Linked DNA regions of Hordeum vulgare: region 1 is linked to region 2. The links are chromatin contacts, called in public Hi-C maps. All regions are on one chromosome and are shown on one strand. Each heading gives the region's core, a stretch centred on a gene start, on an enhancer-like site or on the middle of the called end of the contact. The rest is flanking DNA. Distances are from core to core; before and after follow the strand shown. Region 1 holds the start of LOC123444554 (conserved oligomeric Golgi complex subunit 1). Region 2 holds the start of LOC123444552 (purple acid phosphatase 2).

Evidence for each region. A called contact is a pair of places that touch in the nucleus more often than the background predicts.
Region 1: a Hi-C map of leaf shows a contact between it and region 2, with 3 times the contacts expected there. The contact joins the promoter of LOC123444554 here to the promoter of LOC123444552 in region 2. A contact is called at or near these places in 2 of 6 Hi-C or Micro-C datasets (leaf and seedling) and 1 of 1 datasets of contacts at active chromatin or transcription factors (embryo).

The regions. Positions count from the first base shown.
Region 1 is chr3H:508,521,838-508,524,537 of MorexV3_pseudomolecules_assembly, reverse strand. LOC123444554 (conserved oligomeric Golgi complex subunit 1) reads right to left here and starts at 1,333. Exons shown (of 6, transcript XM_045121319.1): 1 at 1-1,333. The coding sequence starts at 1,239.
Region 2 is chr3H:508,175,784-508,178,731 of MorexV3_pseudomolecules_assembly, reverse strand. It overlaps LOC123444552 (purple acid phosphatase 2), which reads left to right and starts at 1,477. Exons shown (of 8, transcript XM_045121317.1): 1 at 1,477-1,997. The coding sequence starts at 1,815.

The sequences.
Region 1 (2,700 bases), core at 84-2,583, 350 kb before region 2:
TTCCTCCATCCAGTCTTCAAAAATATCCTTTCCTTGTTTCAAGATTAACCCACGGATTTGATCCCATGGGGATTCAATCTCTGATCCAAACACACTCTTCAGCCACTGCTCCAAACTCCCTTCCAGTCCTGTTCTGTCATCTAGTTTCTCACGAATGAGCCTTTGTGCCGAGCCAAGTCCCACCCCACTACCGATAGCATCGACTAGCCTTTGCGACCCAGCAATCACACCAAACATCTCATCGCAACATTCCTTAAGCCATTCTGTACAGGTTCGTGCCACAGTATCCGGCTCAAGTAGCACCATGGTAGCCTCAAGCTGATCCCAGTGCTCTCTCCATAACCGTGCCTCCTCGTCGGGGTCTGGAATGCCACCGAACAGCTGTGCAGGGGGCGGCGACTCGAGCACGGTCTTGTAGAACATGGGCAAGTCGGTGAGCGCAGGCACAAATAGCTGCCCGACGTGGCCGAGAGTGACACGAACGATCCCGGCGACATCGCAGAGCACGGAGGTGTAGGAGGACGGATCCGAGGCAAGCACGGTCAGAGCTTGCGAGATCCAGGCGCGGCGAGAGGAGAGGAGGAGGAGGAGCGCCTGGGACGGGGTGAGCGACGGCGCGTCGATCGCCGCTGCAGCCGCGAGTGCGTCGGCGTGGGCCGAGACAGGGAGGCGACGGTCGGTCAGGCGTTCGCGGGCGCGCTGCGCGATCTGTGGCCGGAACGCCTCCACTAGCTGCGCCTGGTGCGCGAGCAGCGGGAACCGCGCTGCCGCGGCGGCGTCGCGGGAGAGCAGGCGGTGCACGACCTGCGCCCGCATGTACCGCCCCGCGGCCTCCAGGAGCATCCCCTCGTCGAGCCGGCCCCAGATGTGCTCGGGCGTGTCGACCAGGTACTTGGCGCGGGCCGCCGCGGCGTACAGCCGCGCGCGGCCCCCGGAAGAGGAGGGCGAAGCGCTGGCGTTCGGGGCCTCGGCGGGCGGGGAGAGTGACGAGAGGGAGTCGGAGACGCGGGAGAGGTTCTCCGAAATGGCGTCCGAGGACTGCTTGATGAGCAGGATGGAGTCGGCGGAGTCGAGGAGGTCGCGGTAGCTGCGGCCGACGAGCTGCCGGAGCTCCTCCTCCTTGGCGGAGATCTCGCGGCGGGTGGCGGCCTCCACCTCGCGGATCTCCGCGACGCGCTTGGTGCGGAAAAGCTCCTCGGCGTCGGCCACGCCGCCGCCGGAGGCTGCCGCGGCGGGCATCGTGGCTTCGGACGCGCGGCGAGATCCAGGAGGGGATCGGGATTCGGGGGGAGGGAGATTGCTTACCAGAAGATGCACGTTCGTTTCAGTTAGAGCAACTCCAGCTGTTGGGCGCCCAGGGCGTGAAATAGCGCCGGCTGGTGCCGCACCGGCGAAAAAATCGGCTTGGGAAGGGAGCGTGGGTTCCAGTCGCCCCTCCCACTAAAGGTCGTCCCGAACTGTTTTTGCTCAAATTTCTGTCAAAACCGATTCAAATTCGACGAAAATTCATAGTTTTCATTGAAATTTATACAAAAGTGAAATAAAACATAATTAAACATTAAACATAAATAAAGTAAACTACTTCGCCGCTGCCGCCCGACTCCACTGCCTTGTACATGCCGAGGAGCTTGTAGAAATTTGTGTAGTCATTGTCATCGTTGTCGCCGTTGTGAGGTCCGCCGCCGGCCCTGCTGCATCCCTGCCCTGGGTCGCCGTGGCGAGCGGGATTGGAGGGTCTCGACGCCTCCTCGTCGCTGTCGTCAAGGACGACGCCGCCGCCTTCCTCGCGGTTGCGGTGCCGGGCGACGATCTCCTCGAGGGCGCAACGCTCGCACTCCATCTCTTCCCGGGCGTAGTCGTTCCGCGCCCATTTGATGGCGGTCTCGTCGGCGGCGGCCATGGCCAGGTGCTCCTGCTTGACAGGGAGGAGACCCGGCTCTGTCTTCGTCCTGACGAGACGGGAGGAGGCGTCGGCCTCGTTGATGACGATGTCGGCGGCTCCGGCTTGACGGGGAGGAGCGCCAGCGACGGGGAGGAGCGGGAGCCAGACGACGAAGACGTCGCCGTCTCCATCCTCCTCGGCGTCCAGGAACTGCCGCGGCGGCGGGAGAACGCGGGTGGCGACGGGTACTCGTACCTCGGGGAGTTGCCACCCTCGATGTGCTCGAGGACGACCTCCAATGCGTGGTCGGGGACACCCCGCTATTGTCAGCGGCCCTCGGAGTTGTGACGATCGTGTGGATCGACCCCGTTGGTGGCGGCGAGCTGGTCGGCATGCCGACGATCGAAGTACGCCTCCCACAGTGTGTTGCTGTCGGGGGAGTAGCAGGGAGGTTATGCGCGTTCTCCGGCAACCTAGAACGGATGCGCGCGACCTCCGCCCGCCGTTCAGCTCCACAGGGTCGTGGCGGCACCAGGACACCGCTGGTGCTCAGCCTCCATGACCCCCGCACCCGCATGTCCGGTGGCGATGGGTAGTCTGCCTCGTAGAGGAGGCGGGCCTCATCCTCACGAAGGTGGCGACGGTAGAAGCCATTGGCTACTGCTCCATCGTCGGGGTAGCGTTCATCCATTGGGAAGGAGGGGGAGGCGCCGGTGGCGAAGAAGGAGAGGAGAGGCGTCGGCAAAGAAGGAGAGGTGAGGCATCGACGAGAGAGGCGTGTGTGGCCACCGGCGGGGAGAGGGCAGCTTATATTGCCA
Region 2 (2,948 bases), core at 228-2,727:
GGCCCTGGTCATGTGCATCTCCTTCATCATGTTGGTAGCAGTAGCGATAGATGTTACTAGAAAATGACTTCAGACTTATTGATGTACTACTTTGTAAGGCTTTGTCGAATAATTAATATAAAAAAGGGTTGTGTACATCGTTTTGATGTTGAGGCCGGGGGTTTCTACATCCTTTCTGGAAAATTAAAGGAAAAAATGGATATCTGATTTGATCCCGGGGAGGGGGTGGGGGTGGGGGGAAGGTGGAGTATAATGACATTTCTTTTGAGGAGACAAACACTTTGCCCTATGTATTCTAGGAAAAATCTTTTTCCCTATCACCTTAATTAAGAAGATTTTACAGGTTACAAAAGCAATCGATGAATAGTCAAGACATTGTTTCTACTCTTGGGGCCTCAAATATCTTGTATGCTTAGCGCCCGCAACAACCCAAAGATTGGCCTCGGGCTTTATCTTACTAGTGGTAATGAACTAATGATTGACATTGTTTTTTAGATAGGTTTGACATGTTTCATTTCTTACAAGACCTACTCAATTTACTACTTATCTCAAAAGTCGGGCATCTAGCCCCCCCCACCCCCCGAAGGCAGACATATACGAAAGGCGCCATTTTGACTCTAGCTCTTTGAACCCCCCCCCCCCCCCAATATCGCAAATTTAGTACGAGATGAACATGTATATTGTGTTGTATGACATGTTTAATTTATTGTTTCTCTTTTTAGAAATTTTCTGTTGAAACAAGTTTTTGGAACGTGAGGTAGAACAACGGTTGTAACTGGATACACATATGTGTGTCCCTAAGAATTTTCAGGGTCTTCCCAAGTAAAATGCTATCTTCATTTTCAATCCTACAAATATCCCCATTTAACTTTGAGATCTCGACAACTGTGATTTGCTAAGTAAACATTGAATCGCTCTTGGGTACCACCTTCAATATATCATGATTCAGGAAAAACAATCACAACTCTGATAGTGGATTATCAAACATTGCTAAATTGAATGAGTACATATATGGAAAACCATGACCACGTTCTCTATTAGAAAAACTCAATTTGCGCGAAGCCAATGCTTAACATATGTGGTTCTCTTGAGTTTAAAAACGGACACAGCATATACAATACAAGAATTGATCGTGACACGTTTTCAATTAGAATCTCTTTACCTCCGAGTGATACTTATTTCTCCTTACAGTGAAAGCGACTTTCATTCACCCTTTATGGAAAGTTCGGAACGAAGCAATCATTTTAGGCCCTCTCTGATTCGCAAGATTGTAGAAATACATAAATGCGGTTTCACGCCCATTCAAATCCTGCAGAATCTGAGTTTGTTTAATCTCATTTGATTTTTTCCGCAAAAAAGATTCTTTTGAATTTACAAATTGTGTACAGAAAACAATTACGTACAATTCGAAGGTCTTTGCCTGCAAAAATAAAATAGTAAAATAACCGAAGTTCTTGTCCAAAATCCGGCCCACGCTTTCCACTTGGCGGCTCCCAATCGCCGCCAAATCCCAACCTCGCCGCCCCCTCCTGCCTCAACCTCAACCCCAACCTCAACCCGCGTGCGTGTTCAAGGTTGACGCCATGAAGTAATCAATCAATGCTCTCCGGCGGTCGCCATCCCCGATTTCGTTTCTTGGCACCCCGGACGAGCATATTCCATATCCCCCGCCCCCTTCCTGCTTTGACCCATCTTTATTTACCGGCCACGAAATCGAACAAGCGATCCCATTCCCGTCCCCGGAGTGCAACCTCCAGGAAGGAAGCCAAGAACCAGGGCGCGGAGCAGAGGAGGAGGAGGAGAGCCCCGCGGGAATGAGGCTGGCGGACCGGATCGGCGCGGCGGCCCTGGCCGTCGCCTGCGCCGTCCTGCTGCTGGGCGTCGCCTGCCGGGCCGGCCAGACCAGCGACTACCGGCGGCTGCTCGGCCAGGCCATCGACATGCCGCTCGACGCCGACGTCTTCCGCGCTCCGCCCGGCCACAATGCGCCGCAGCAGGTGACTGCACACTGCCCTTGTGCCTCCTTGTTACACTGCCATGTGTTTAGGCTACAGTCTGCGTTTGGCGAACAGTTGACTGGACTGCTGCTAATTGCAAGCATGAGATGGATAGTACTACTGTGGATTCGTTTGTTCTTATATGCTCCCTCCGTTCACAAATATATAAGCTGTTCTGACTTTTTCTGAATCGGATGTATATAGACATGTTTCAGTGTGTTTGTCCACTCAGTTCAGTCCTTATGTAGTCCAGACTGAAATATCCAAAACATCTCATATTTGTGAACAAAGGAAGTACTCCCTCTGTAAAGAAACATAAACGCTCTTATATTTCTTTAGGGAGTAGCTGTTACTTGCCCGATACCATGATACAGCCAAAATCTTTCTGGAAGAATCCAAAACTTGAGGTTGATTGGTTTTTCAGTACTTGTGTTCTCCTCCTCCAAGTCATATGTTCCTCTTTTGTAAACTGGCATTTTCTACCTCCTAAATGGACTTATACATCGGCTCGCTTTTGTTTTTCGAAAAGGAAGGAGAGCCTCCCAGCCTCTGCATCCTCGGATGCACACATAGTTTGTCATCACTTTACTGGTGAGCCTTTTTGTGATATTTGATGGTGGATAGTCATCACCCTCGACCTATTGTTGTCTGTGGATTTCATATTTTTTTGATCTTACCAATTTTCTCATTGCCATACCCATAGGCATTATATTTATGAAAATTCGTATGGTTCCTTTGTGTTTGGCCGTTGGCACAGTTGCGCTTCAACAAGTTCAGTTTTCAATCCATTAACTGTGCATTTTCAGTATCCAGTGTAAACCAGCCTCTCCATGAAAACTTCTTCAAAAACATGTGTAAATGCAACCACTGTTTTCTGTTTCATTGACCTATGCCATGCTTGCAAAACATGTACAGCTCCCAATTAACCGCATGGTCTCGAAACAGTTTCCA